2 separate regions of the Vulpes vulpes genome follow, and region 1 is linked to region 2. Evidence: chromatin contacts called from public Hi-C data. All regions are on one chromosome and are shown on one strand. The core of a region is the stretch at or near the end of the contact, and the rest is flanking DNA. Distances in the headings are between cores, read along the strand shown.

Region 1 (6,426 bases), core at 1,163-3,662, 130 kb after region 2:
CAGAATAAATACCCAAAGTTCAACTGGGGGCAGGAATGGGAGAGTGACTTGGAGAGTCCTCGAGGAGGGGATCAGCAGCGGGGACCCCTGCCAAGCCAGGTGAGGTAGAGTAGCGAGGCATCACCAAGAGCCCCAATAAAAGAAGGCAGCATTCATTCTCCATCCAGGGGCGGGGACCCAGGCCCCGTGTCCATGGGCCATGACGAGGGGAGTCCAGTGGGGACTTTGGTGGCCACTCTGAAGAGGCCCAAGATCGTGGCACCTTGTGCCAGCTGCCAGGCAGGGTGGGCCCCTGCCTCAGCTCGCAAGTGAACACGGAGGCGCTGGCCTGCGTCCAGGTGCAGCAGGCTGCCCCGGAAACCAGCTGCTGAGTCATGGGCCTCCGAGGATGGTGGAGGCAGGTCCAAGGTCAGGTCCAGGGCTGCAGCCTCGGTGCCAAGTGGCTGCAGGTGCAGGGCAGCAGAGACAGAGCCAGAGCCCGTGCTGGACATTACCCGCTGCAGCTTCAGGTGCAAGAAAACATAGTAGAGCCCTGGTTCCGCCACCATCAGCTCCCGAGTGCGCTGGTCATAACTCAGTCCCGGCCCCAGGAATACACCTGCCAGGCCCGGGTCACTGTACCAGCGCAGGGGTCCTTCCTTCAGCTGTACTGAGGGAGGAAGAAGAGAGGGAGGTTCCTTGAGCTGGGCTGTGGAGCCAGGGTGCAGCCCAGGGGAGGGGTGCTGGGGCTCTGAGCTGGAGAGGGACAGAGGTCTCAGAAGGAAGAGGGAGGTGAGGTTGGCGATGCAAGGGAAGGAGGGAGGACAGGACTTCCACGGAGGAGAAAGTGCAAAGGGGTGGGCATGGGGGTGGAGGGGTAGGGGGGTGAGGGGGTGGAGGGTTCAGGGCTGGGGGTGGGGTAGAGGTGGAGGGGTAGGGGGTGGGGGTTCAGGGTTAGGGTGGGGGGTAGAGATGGAGGGTGTGTGGAGGGTAGGGGGGTAAGGGGAGGGAGGAGGGCATGGGGAGCCAGGGTGAGGAAAGTAGAAGGAAGCACTGGGAGGGGGTACAATGCCAAAAGATGGGAGGGGCAGTCAGACTGGGGAGAGCTCAGGAGGGAGGGAAGGAAGGAGCCTGGCGAGAGGCGAGAGACGCGAGGGGACTGGGGGAGGTGGCAAAGCCCAGAGGGAGCCCAGAGGGGACACAGAGGGAGGAAAGAGAGTCTCAGGAAGGGGGAGAAGACAGAGGGGCAGGGGTGGGGAGGAGGAGTCTGGAAGAGGAAAGGAGTTAGCAGGAGGTCTCCAAAACCGGCAACGGGGGGTGGGAGGAGGGCCCCCCCCCCCCCGCCGCACCTCCCAGAGCCCAGCCGGAGAGACAGGGGCAGGTGGGATCTGTGGGATCAAGCCCCAGGTGGGTGAGGGGGGGAGCCTGAGACACGTATATTTGGGGGTCAGAGGAGGAAAAGCCGACACCCTGAGAGGGCCATGGGAAGACCAGCAAGGCAGAGCGGGCTTAAAGAGGCGAGGGGACAGCTTTTGGAGAGGAACGGAAGAGGACGAGATGGAGGGCGCGGAGGCCTCCCTGTCCCGGGGCTCCTCCGCCTGCGGCCACCCCCGCCCGCCAGCCCCGCCGCGTGCGCCCAGGCGGAGTGACCGCGGGACACTCACCATCTCGGGCCACCAGCTGCGCGAACACGGCCTGCGGAGAGAGGACAGGCGGAAAGTGGATGGAGGCCCCCGTGGCGTCGCCGCAGCCCCCCGGAAAGTGGGGGTCCCCGGGGTCTGGCGGGCCTTGAGCCCTCCCCCGCGCTCCAACGAAGGCACAAGCGTACGCGCACTGCCGGCGCGGGTGGCTCGCCCTGCCCCAGCCCTGGGGCAGGAACAAGGACGGAACCTCGTGATTCCGCAGACGAAAGAGGGGAGGTTCCCTCCAGGCGCCCTCGGGAGGGAGAGGGGGAGACCCCGGGAGCCCAGGGCCAACTGATCTCCGGCAGTTTGCAAAGAAGCGCGAGCTCCCGCCGCGGCTCGGGGATAAAGAAGAGGCGCCGGTCCGCGATGGAGCGGGATACGCTGCGGGGCCCGGGATGCGCAGGGGAGTCTCACGGGGGGGCCCCGCCCCGAGGCCCTCAATAGAGAAGGGGTGCTCTCGAGGGGGAGAAGGGGCTCCGGGCGCCTCTCACCTGCGGGGAGTCGGGGAGGCGGGCGCCGGCGTCCGGCAGGGGCGCGGGGAGCGCGGGGAGCGCGGGGAGCGCGGGGAGCCGGGGCCCGGGGACCACCCAGGCGCGGAGCGCGCAGGCGGCGCAGGTGCCGGCGAGCAGCAGCATCGCGGCGCTCAGCGCCCAGGGCAGCGGGCTGCAGGCGCGGCCGGGGGGCGCGGGCGGCCGCGGGGCCTCGGGGTCCGGGGCGGCGTCGCTGCGGGGGCGCATGGCCGGCGGCGGGCGGCTGCAGCCCGGCCCGGGGCCCCGCGCTTTATAGCAGCTCCGGAAGCCGCGTTTTCCGGGGCGGGGCGCGTGGGGATCCCTGCGCCCGGCCCTCTCCGCCTTCCGCTTGAAGTTTCCCTAAACTTTCTCTTCTCTGAATCTCTCCACTTTCCACCTCCCTGGGCGCCCTGCTCCGCCCGCCCCGCCGTTTCCTCTTTGTCCCTAGCTCTGTCCCTCCTGTGTCTCCTGGGTTATGCCTCTCCGCCCCCGGGTTATGTCGCTCTGGGGGTCCCTGTGTAACCCGCATGGCCTCTGGTCTCTGGGCCCTTCTCGCTCTTAATCTGTCCCCCGACTCTGTGGACTGTCGCTGGAGGAGGTCTCAGAGAACCTTTCCATCTCTTGGCCTTGGTATTACTTTTTTTTCTTTGAGGTTTTATTTACGTATTCATGAGAGACACAGAGAGAGGCAGAGGCAGAGGGAGAAGCAGGCTCCCTGCGGGGGCCCCGATGTGCGACTCAATCCCAGGACCCTGGATCACGCCCTGAGCCAAAGGCAGATGCTCAACCACTGAGCCACCCAGGTGCCCCTCGGCCTCGGTATTTCTGTGCGTCTGTCTCTGTCTCTCTGTATCTCTCCCTGTCTCTCTATGTCTCTGACTCTGATTTAGTTTCTTAGTCTCCCCCTCTTTCCCTTCCTTCTTGCCACTCTAGCCGCCCTCCCCAACCCCGCACTAGGGCTCCCCCAGCACTCCCCTAATTCCAGCGTATCTGCAGAAGGGGCAAGGAACAGCCAGGCCTCAGCCCCCTTCCCTAGAGCATAAGCTCCCCCAGTGGAACCCTGAGTGGCAGGCTCAGCCCTCCCCCCACCTTCCCTCACCTTCCCCAGGAGCCCTGGGGTCTTCCCAGGCTTGCCTCCACCCACCCATCTGGACGCTTCCCGTCAGGGGCCCCTTCTGGACCCCACAAGCAGAAGGCTGGAGAGTCCAGGTAGAGAAATCCCCCTTGTAGGGAAGGGACAGTCTTGGCTAAAGCAGAGGAAACTCAAATTTCCCGTTCACTCTCTGCTGGTGGAGGCGGGGTGGGAGGAGGCGCAGAGCAGGGGCGAAAACTCGGATCCAAAAGAGGAAGCGATTGTGTCTTGAGAGATGGGCAGCCCTGGAAAAGCCCTGGCCTCCTCAAGTAGCCCTGCTCTGCGGGGACCCGCCGGGTGGACACTGGCTCTTCTACCCTCTCCAGGGCTCCCTTGCCCCTGGCCAGCGAGCAAGGGATCGCAGGGCTGCAAAGGCCTCGGGGAAATGCAGGGGGGGTTTTGGGTTCACCCATAAAGGTATGGGATGGCTCCCTTGCTTTCTATTTTGTTGTATTGGGCCTCCTTGGGGAATTAGGGTAAGAAAAGAGTGGTGATGCTGGCTGGTGTTGGTGCACAGGTGCTAAAAGCTTCCGGTATCTGAGCGGTTCATAAGATGTGACGCAGAACCAGCTAACAAGTGGTAGCAGCAGCACCTGGGGATTCGTTAGTTATGCAAATTCTAGCACCACAAACTAGGCCTATTGACACTCTGGGAGCAGAAGCCCAGGAATCAGTGTGTGGATGAGCCCTCCAGATGACTCTGGTGCTCGCCTAAGTTAGAGATGCCACCGCATTGTACCAGGGTCTTTCCTTCGCACCTGCCATCCCTCTGGCTGGAATGTTCTGTGGCACTTTCGGTTCCGACGTCACTCTGGGCAGAGAGGATGAGCCAAGCACCGGGCTCTACTTGCATCACTCTTTCCTGAAACCCCACTCCCATGACAGCTAAGCGATTGTTTTGAAAACCGAACCAAAATTGTTAGCCAGCCCGGTGGGAAGCCAAATATAATCTCCGTAGCGGAATTCCACCCTCACCAGCCCCCAAGGCTGCTCGGCAGTGGGTGACCCACCGCCGACTGGAAAAGAGAATGTGGTGGGTGGCAGCTAAAATCGAGGAGTTTGCCACAAGTAGATTCCCAAAAGAGACACCGGCTTTTCTCCCCAGCAGGGCAGAAAGACAGCCTGTTTCTATTGTTGCTTCCCTCCACCACCACCACCCCCACCACCCCCACCCCCCCAGAGAGCAGAAAGGACAGCTGAGGGCAGAAGAATCGGGCCGGAAACCAGAGTGGTAAACAAACCTGTGACCGTGAACGCAGGAGCTGAAATTTCCCCACCTCAGCCCTCGCCCCCACTCAGCACCCAGGACTGGGGAGATGGGACAGTAAAAGACCCCTGGGAATCTGACCAACCAGGGAGACAGATTTACCAATACTGAGGCCAAAAGGTCCTCTCCCGATGGCATCGCCCCTCCAAGAAGCTCACAGGGCCTTGGACCACAGCCTGTTTATTACGAAGCTCTGCCCCCACAGCAGCCAGGGATTGCCTCCGCTGAGGGTGCCTTTCTCCGAGGTCCCAAATGCAAATGTCCTGCCCTGGGTCCGGTTATATGGTTATATCACCCCGTGGGGATTTCCTTAGTAGCATATCCACTATCTGGAGTATCCTGGTTGGTTTGCTTCCTTGCTTGTTCTGCCCAGGAGGCTGTGATCTCCTAAAGAGTGCCATCTCCATCTGCCCTGTGGCCCTTCTGCCAGTGCCCAGGAAACGGCCAGCCTCAGTAATACTCACGGAACGAATGACTGGAGTACAGCATGACAGTTCCCAGCACAGGCTCCAGAGGTCCACAGAGTACAGTCTACCGACTACACATTTTTTTGTTTCTGTTTTTAAGTGACTGGGAAAAGTCAAAAGAAGAATGTGTGGCATGTGTGGTGATATGAAATTCAAATTTTGGTGTCCACAAATAAAGCCCTACAGGCACACGGCCGTGCTCATTCATTTGCATGGTTTCTGTGGCCGTTTCTGCGGGGGGACGATGGCAGAGTTGAGTGTTGCATGAGACTGGCCCACAAAGGCCCAGGTATTTACTCTCTCTAGTCCATTTCAGAAGAAAAAAAAAAAGGGCAGCCCTGGTGGCTTAGCGGTCCTGGAGACCCAGGATCGGGCTCCCTGCATGGAGCCTTCTTCTCCCTCTGCCTGTGTCTCTGCCTCTCTCTCTGTGTGTCTCTCATGAATAAATAAATAAAATCTTTAAAAAAAAAATAAAGAAAGAAAAGAAAAAAAAAAGTTGCTGCCTCTGCTCTAAGATCTTGAACTTCAGCTCCCAAATGTCTTGCCTGAGATCTTGGGCAGGCTGAGCCTCATTTTTCATCTATGTGAAGTGGGAATAATAGTAGGTCTCAAAGGGTGGCGGAGAGCTTGTCGTGAGGTGTGCCAGGCACGCAGTAAATGTTCAGTAACATTTACTGGCATCCTATGATCTCTGGATCTTCCGCAAGCCCAGCACAATTTCATCCCCAATAGATGGATGCAGACACGAAGAGTTGAAATCACTTAGCCTCAGTGACTCACGGTGACTGTTCCAAACTCTTTACACCAAGGAGCTTGGCAGACTTCTCTAAACTCCCCCTCAGGGACGGGAAACAAGGCCTGGCAGCTCGGGGAAGGCTCAGGCCACAGCCAGGGAGTGCCATGACGTGCTGCTGTGGTCGGGACATCTGAGCCAGGCAGCCCTGTGCATCACGAGGCTCTCAGCATCACCCTGCTAGCACCCCACGTTCAGTGGAGTTGCACCTCTATGTTCAGCCGTCTCCCCCCAGGTGGGCGTGGGCCGCTTTCCTCACCTCTAAGGGTAGGACCCGAATCCTCACCCTTACCAGCTGTAGGGACTGGGCAGGAAGTAGTTAGAGGGAGGGGCACCTTCTCTTCCCCCTTGTGAGGCCCAGTGAAGGTACCTCCTTCCAGGAGGTGTGCTTTGATTTTTCCTAGCAAAATCCATCTCCTTTTCCCTGGGTCCCACATTGCTCCGGAGCCCTGGCCTCCCCCCCAGGGTGAACTTCTGGCTGGCCTCCATCCTCTATCTTCCCCAGGGCAGAGGCAAAGCCTAACAGAAAACCTTAGTGATGTTTGCTGAGTAAGTACACAAGCGAGAGAACAAGCAAGTGAGCGAGGGACCCAA
Region 2 (6,462 bases), core at 3,089-5,588:
GTCCCCACTCACACTCCCCTTCCCAAGGGCCCCGGCCCCCACCTTGTTCTTCTTGCCGAAGGGCCAGCGCTTGGCACGGCTGCGGCCCGGGCCTCGGAGCTCAGGCCGTCCATCGGAGGGGGTGCCCAGGCTGCTGTCTGAGGGCACGCGGTTCATGGGCTGGCTGAAGTCTTCAAATTCCACGTCACCAGGGCGGGCAAAGCCTGACTTGTGCAGCTCGATCAGGACCTGGGAGTCCTGCAGGAGGGAGCAGGGGCAAGCAGTCAGGGGCAAGACCAGATGCCTAGCCTCTGGGGTCCTCCAACTTCCCACCTGTCAGCCCACTCGCCCAGGACCAGATACACACATTCTTGGCATCTACAGCATCTGCGGCCACCTTCATGCCCTCCAGACACTTGGCGATGATGGGTACCACCTGCAGCTCAGCCTCGGACAGGAGCCCATACCCGGCCCCCAGGTGGGTGGCCCGCCGCTCATCCATGTCCTGCAGCTTCTGCAGAGACAGAGGCAGGGGCGCTAATGGGACCAGCAGCAGCGATTCAATCCAAAAACACGATGGGGTGCCACACTGGCCCCAGCCCCAAGCCCAGTCTGGTGGGGAAAACACAAAATCGAATAGAGACTTCCAGCCCAGGGTGGCCAGAGAAGACACATGGGACAGGGGAGATCTGAGAGGGGAGTTTGAGGAGCTCAGTCTCGCCTAGGGAGTCAGGAAAGGATTCTCAAAGGAGGTGACCACGAAGCCAGGGCTTTGAACCCACCGAGAGCACACCCAACATAGATATTGCCAGTCCCAGGTGGAGTAGAGCAAGAGACTAAAGCAGAAGACAGGAAATTTGAGGCCTTTCAGAGGGACTGTTAGAGCTGGGGCTTAGAAGAATGAATAAGAGTTTCAGAAAAAAAGACATCCTGGCAGAAAGAGTTAGAGACAGAGCTCACTGCTGTTTTTAATTCCCTTTCAATTTAGAGATTGGGACATTGCAGCTAAGGTTTTGACAAATGTGTAAGAGTTGGGTAACTCTGTGTGTTTTTCAGGAGGGCAGGCTGGGGGCTTAGAACACTCACATCAAAAATCTGGGGCATCTGGGAAAAATAGAAGTGGGCCTGGTCTCGGTTGAACCGCTGGAGCTGGGCTGCGTACTCATTTTTGCTCTCCTCTGCCATGTGACTTCGAAGGTGGGCTTGTTGCTTGGCCTGAGGAATATCGAGGCAGGGGTCACGGCCAGGTTCTGCACCCCCCCCCCCAACCAGACCTCCAAACCCATCTCAGACCCCACAGGTACCTTCTCCACATCAGCCTTGGTGGCATTAATATCCTGATCGAGTCGCTCAGCGGTCTGGGCTGCCTTTTCAGCCTCCCGGCAGTCCCGTTCAAACTTGCGCTTACTCTGCCGGGGACAGAACCAGAAGGAGGAAGTAGGTGAGAAATCAAGGTTTCAGAGACTGGTGGGACATCACCCAGCAAATGCAGGGCAACGGGCATGCTGGGAACCCATGGGACAGAGGGGCCCCAGGCCAGACAATGCAGGCAGTTCCATGGATCAGCAACCCTCAGCCAGCTCCTTAGGGCCAGAGGCACCCTTCTCCACGCCCCCAGACTCACATTCTCCAGCTGCTTGAAGCCACTTTCCAGCTGCTGCTGAGCCCGACGGCCTTCCTGAAAGTGCTGTGCAAAACGGAGATGGTTAGGCTCACCTGGGTCGAGGTAGCAGTCCTCAAGACCCAGAGAGGGGATCACTCACCATCTTTCTCTCCTGTTTCATCTCCTGTGAGTACTTGGCCAGCTCGAGACACACACGGACGCTGAGGTTCTCAGCCACCAGCTCGCGCTGGCCCGCAAAGTCATTCACCTCCTGAAGAATCTGCACAAAGGACTGCTGCTGGCTGAACCTAGGGTAAGATGGGCAGGGGCAGCAAGCCAGGGTCAGGAGGCCACCCCCGCCACCCAGGGAAGCCAGATGCCCTAGGACCCACCTCCATATGGGAACGGGAAAGCCCCAACACATTCCTCCTGGAAGCAACCATAAATTCTGGTCCATATCCCTTACCCCAAACCCTTCAGTGGGATGCATTTTGGAACTCAGAACTTTTCAGGTTCAGAAAGGGGATATAATGCTTATACCATCTTTTATGCAGCACCCCAGTGGGGTCAGGGGCAGCATCCTGAACCGAACACCATAAATATTTTTGCAGCGAGAGGTATTACTATTCACAGTAAGAAGAATAAAACCCACGGACGTGATGAACGTGAAGTCAGGTCAGAGGCTGCTGCCACACAAGCTACCAGAACAATTTTTTCACTTCTAGAGCTCTTTGGATTCTGGAACTGGGGATGTGGCAAAAAGCGAAATCCTCCTATGTTGGACAAACTATGGGCTAGGCACTGCTTCAGTGCAAGATCTGTTATTCTCTGCATGAGCCCTACAAGATCATCATCATCATCCCGTTTCACAGGTGAGGAAAACAGGCACAAAACATAAATCAATGACCCAGAGTCACTTGTTGAGTGAGTGCCGGAGCCCCGCTCAATAGGAGAGGCAAATGGAAAACTCAAGTCAATTGCCCAGAGTCGTGGGGCTGGAAAATAACGGGATTTCGATTCCAGCACAGGTGATCCTGATCCAGGTTCTCCATCCACGCTCATTCCTCTAGGTGGGAAATGAAGCAAAAGGTGAGGGCCTTACCGCCTAGCTGGGGGAGAGGAAGTAAGACCAACACACACGCTCCCCAGGCGCCCCCAAATCTAGCCTGGCAATTCCTCTCCATCCTTACTTGGATTCTGGGTCATCCTTGGCAGGTCTCTTGGGCAGGTATTTTTTCACCAGGCTCCTAATGGAGAGAGGCAGAAAGGCTGAGCCCCCAGCCCTCCAACAGCTTCCCCAAGCCCCAGGCGGGTCCCCCCTAGGGTCTCACCTCAGTTGCTTTGCATAAGCCTGCTCCACCTCGGTCCGCTCTTTCACGAATTTCACATATCTGTCCAACAGGTCCAGGCCCCACTGCGTGTGACGCTCGAGCACCTCAAACTGATCCTGGAAGCGGGCGGAGGATTCGGGATCGAGACGTTGGGACCCCACCGCCCGCGGACCAGGCGCCTGAGAAGCCTCAGGGCTCTGAGCTGGGAGAAGGTGTGGCTTCCCGGCCCCGCCCCGGCGCGGCGCGGGGGGAGGCAGGAAACCGGCGGGAACCCCCTCCCCTTCCCGGGAAGGGCCAGGGAACAGGGGCGGGGCCCCGGCCGGACTACGGGGTCCCGGCCTCCAGACCGCCAAGCGGGGCGTGGAATGGGGCAGGGCCACTCCCCCCTGCCCCGGCTCCCCTAATCCCCCCTCCCAAGATTCCGGAAAATCCGGCCGGCCCGGCGTGAGTCAGGACCAGAGGGGCAGGATTCGCCGCAGCTCGGGGGGCCCCAGAATGTCCAGGGGCCAGGCTCCGTGTTCCCGGGTCGCCATGCTTCCCGGGGTCCCCCGCACACACGGGACTCCGTTTCCCCCACTGACCCCACTGCACCTCCGAAAGAAATTCCAGAGTTGTGGGGGAAGGAATCTGGTTACCCCCTCTGCATCCAGGAACCCAGGGAGCCACCGCCCCCATAAAAAGGAGGGGTCAGAGGTCCGGGCTAGGATCAGGGGAAATTTCTGGGGCTTCCAGAGCAGAGGTCAGAAGCAGCCTGGGGGCGGCCCCTCCCAGTGCCTGGGGCGGGATGGGGGAGGGGGCTGCGAGGCCAAGCCAAGCAGCCCCCTCCCCCCCAGCGCGACCCAAGCCCCAAGGTGTTGATTGGAGCCTCCGAAAGGCGGTCGGAACTTCCAGGTCCCACGTGGGCTTGGAAGTGGCCACAGGGTCCCCTCCCCCGCCCAAGCCGGACAGGCGGGCTGCGGGCAGGGACCCAGGGGCCGTAAGATAAGCCGCCGGCCCAGCCAGGGTGCTCAAAATAGGTGACCTCGCCCGGCCGCCCCGGCCTGGTCCCGGGACGCCTGCCCTCCTCACTCGGAACCCCGCGCTCAGTTTCCCGACTCCGCGGCTGCAAGGTCGCCCTTCGCCCCGGGCGTCCTGAAACGCCCTGGGAAAGTCCGAGGGAGGGCGGAAAGCGGGGACTCCGGGGGTCTCCCAAGGGGGAAGCGCCGAGCCCCCGCTAAGGTCGTGCAGGAGCAAGGAGGAGGAGGGATCCGAACTCCAGAAAAGGAGAAACTTGGAAGCCGGGCCGATCGGACTCACCCACAGCTCGGTGCCCCAATCCATGCTGCTCCCGCCGAAGCCGCCGCCGCCGCCGCCGCCGCCGCCGCGCCCGGTCCCCGCCGCCCGCCGCCCGCCGCCGGGAGACTCAGCCTGCAGCGGCGCGCCCGGCCCAGCCCGCCAGGCCCCGCCCCCTCCAGGCTCGGCCACGCCCCCGCAGGCCCTGCCACGCCCCCATCTGCGCGGAGGCCCGAACAGCGCCCTAAAGGCGGGACCCCCGGAGGAGGCGGGGCCCAACGGACGCCCCGCCCCCTCTTAAAGGAAAGTGGCCACTAGACGCCACTGGACCGACCCCTTAAAGGACCCCCATCCATTTCCCAAATCCCCCGGACCCCTCCTATCCTCCCCACCCCTAAGTCTCCCGGGACTGTTGTTTTCTCTTTCCTTCAACCATTCCTTAATAAAGGGCCAAGACATTAAAACCCCAACCCGAGAGGTCCTTCCCCCACCACCAGCCACCCCTTCCCGCACCGCCCCCCCGCCCCCCCTCCCGCCGTCGCTGGGAGAACCTGAGGTCACCGGGCTCTTGCGGGCCGGCCCGGCTCCAGACATCTATGCTCGGCCCACTAATGGTCTGGTTCCCTCCGGCCACAGGGCGGATGGGAGGACTTCGATCCTGCCCAGAACGCGTGCCTCCGCCAAGGCCCGGTCCATTAGCACCCCCACCGCATCCTGCCTTCTCCCTCCTCCCCAAGTCTGCGCCGGGAAACTGAGGACGGGCTGTCCTTGGGGCACCGGGCCCAGGTCTTTCCTCGGCCCTCATCCAGTTCGCGCTTCCACCTGCCCATTTTCCAGGCGCATCCGTTTAGACCCAATCAGGTTTCACTGTCCAGACCCCGGTTCCGACTCCACCTCTCCCTCCAGACACTCGGGCCCTGGGGGCACAGAAGTCTGTCACTTCCCTCATAAATGCCTGTTCACACCTCATTAATCTCCTTAAGGCACTGAGATGACAGGGTAGAGAACCCTGCAGCTCCCACCCTCATCCTCCCCTGCCTTTAGTCCTTAGTGCCAACGGAGGTGACAGACGCCCCGGAGCCCCTGGGGCACAAGTTAGGCCCCAAGCCTCTGGGCTTCCAGGAGGAGAGCCCCAGGAGCCCAGGGGACATAGGCCTGAAATCCTGGGACAGATGGCTCTGTGGGGACCTGGCCCCACCTGCTGGTGACTTCTGAGCTAGAAAACCTCCTGTTGCAAAGTGGGCTGTGCTCCAGGGTTTGGGGGACCAGCTGAGTCAGGGGCTCAGCGTGAGTTCTGCCCTCAGCCGCTTAGCCTGATATTGGAGTCTCCACACTGGCCTCAAACTCAAATTGGAATTGGGATTCGTTCCAAGTCGGCACCACAGTTGGGACAGGATCTCAACCTGGGGTCAGCTTAGCGGAGGGGTCAGCAACCCACTAGGGGTTCCTGGCCTCAAACTACGGTCCAGCGGTCAGGCCTCGTCTGGGGTCAGGGCTCCGTCCAGGTTGGGAGGGCTCAACCAGAGAGATTAACGCTCAGGCTCAGGGTAGGTCGAGGGTCGGAAGGGAGTGGGGAAGTCTGGATTTCAGGTTGATTGTCCGGGCTCAGTTGCAGCTAAGGACTCAGCCCGGAGTTGGTGTGTTCAGCCCCCCGTCCCCGACGACACCTCCAGCTTGGGATCTGTGGGTGGGCTTCTAGTTGCCTCACTCTAGGGTTCGAAGAGTCTCCGCCTAAGGCTGGAATTCAGCCCAGGGTCATAGGTCATCCTAGGGTCAAGATTGAGCCTGGGGCTAGGTTTCGGCCTTTCCTGGATCAGCAAGATTAGAACAGGACAGGCCTCCGCAGACGTGCCTGTTTACCAAAAGCCAGTGCTCTGGCTGGGAGCCACCTCCTCAGGGTAAAGAGGGGAAGTCCGTCCTGAGGGATATTGGGAAATGTAGTTTTTGAATGCCCTGTTGCGCTGTCTGGTCTCCCTGCATTCTGGGTAATGTAGTCCTGGACCGATCTTCAGTTGGGCGTGGGTGGAGGAATTCCGCTCCAAGGGCGGGATGTCGGATCCCGCAGAACTGGTTAGGTGGACTGTTGAGCCAATGACATCAGCACAGTCTCCCTAGTGATTGGTGACGGCGGAGGCGGGGTTAAGTAGCGTCAGCAGCCCATTCGGAGCTCGCGATGTCCATTTGGCGTCGTGCGAGGGGGACGGTGCGGATTTCCGAGGAAGCGGCGGCTGATTGGCTGGGCGCGCTGGACGCGCCGGAGGGACGGCCCCCGCCGTG

Evidence for each region. Hi-C and Micro-C count contacts between places; a contact is called where the count stands out from the background.
Region 1: a contact with region 2 is called in a Hi-C map of skeletal muscle, with 2.5 times the contacts expected there. The contact joins the promoter of TNFSF9 here to the promoter of TRIP10 in region 2. A contact is called at or near these places in 2 of 3 Hi-C or Micro-C datasets (both in skeletal muscle).

What each region holds. Positions count from the first base shown.
Region 1 is chr9:105,090,944-105,097,369 of VulVul3, forward strand. It overlaps TNFSF9 (TNF superfamily member 9), which reads right to left and starts at 2,413. Exons shown (of 3, transcript XM_072721638.1): 1 at 2,156-2,413; 2 at 1,644-1,674; 3 at 1-649. The coding sequence starts at 2,401. The coding sequence ends at 153.
Region 2 is chr9:104,960,716-104,967,177 of VulVul3, forward strand. TRIP10 (thyroid hormone receptor interactor 10) reads right to left here and starts at 4,339. Exons shown (of 15, transcript XM_072721635.1): 1 at 4,210-4,339; 2 at 2,914-3,029; 3 at 2,773-2,829; 4 at 1,743-1,890; 5 at 1,604-1,666; 6 at 1,284-1,388; 7 at 1,066-1,194; 8 at 347-493; 9 at 43-237. The coding sequence starts at 4,233. It overlaps LOC112911829 (a long non-coding RNA gene), which reads left to right and starts at 1,769. Exons shown (of 3, transcript XR_003233434.2): 1 at 1,769-1,895; 2 at 2,308-2,454; 3 at 2,985-3,102. It overlaps GPR108 (G protein-coupled receptor 108), which reads left to right and starts at 6,381. Exons shown (of 18, transcript XM_072721636.1): 1 at 6,381-6,462.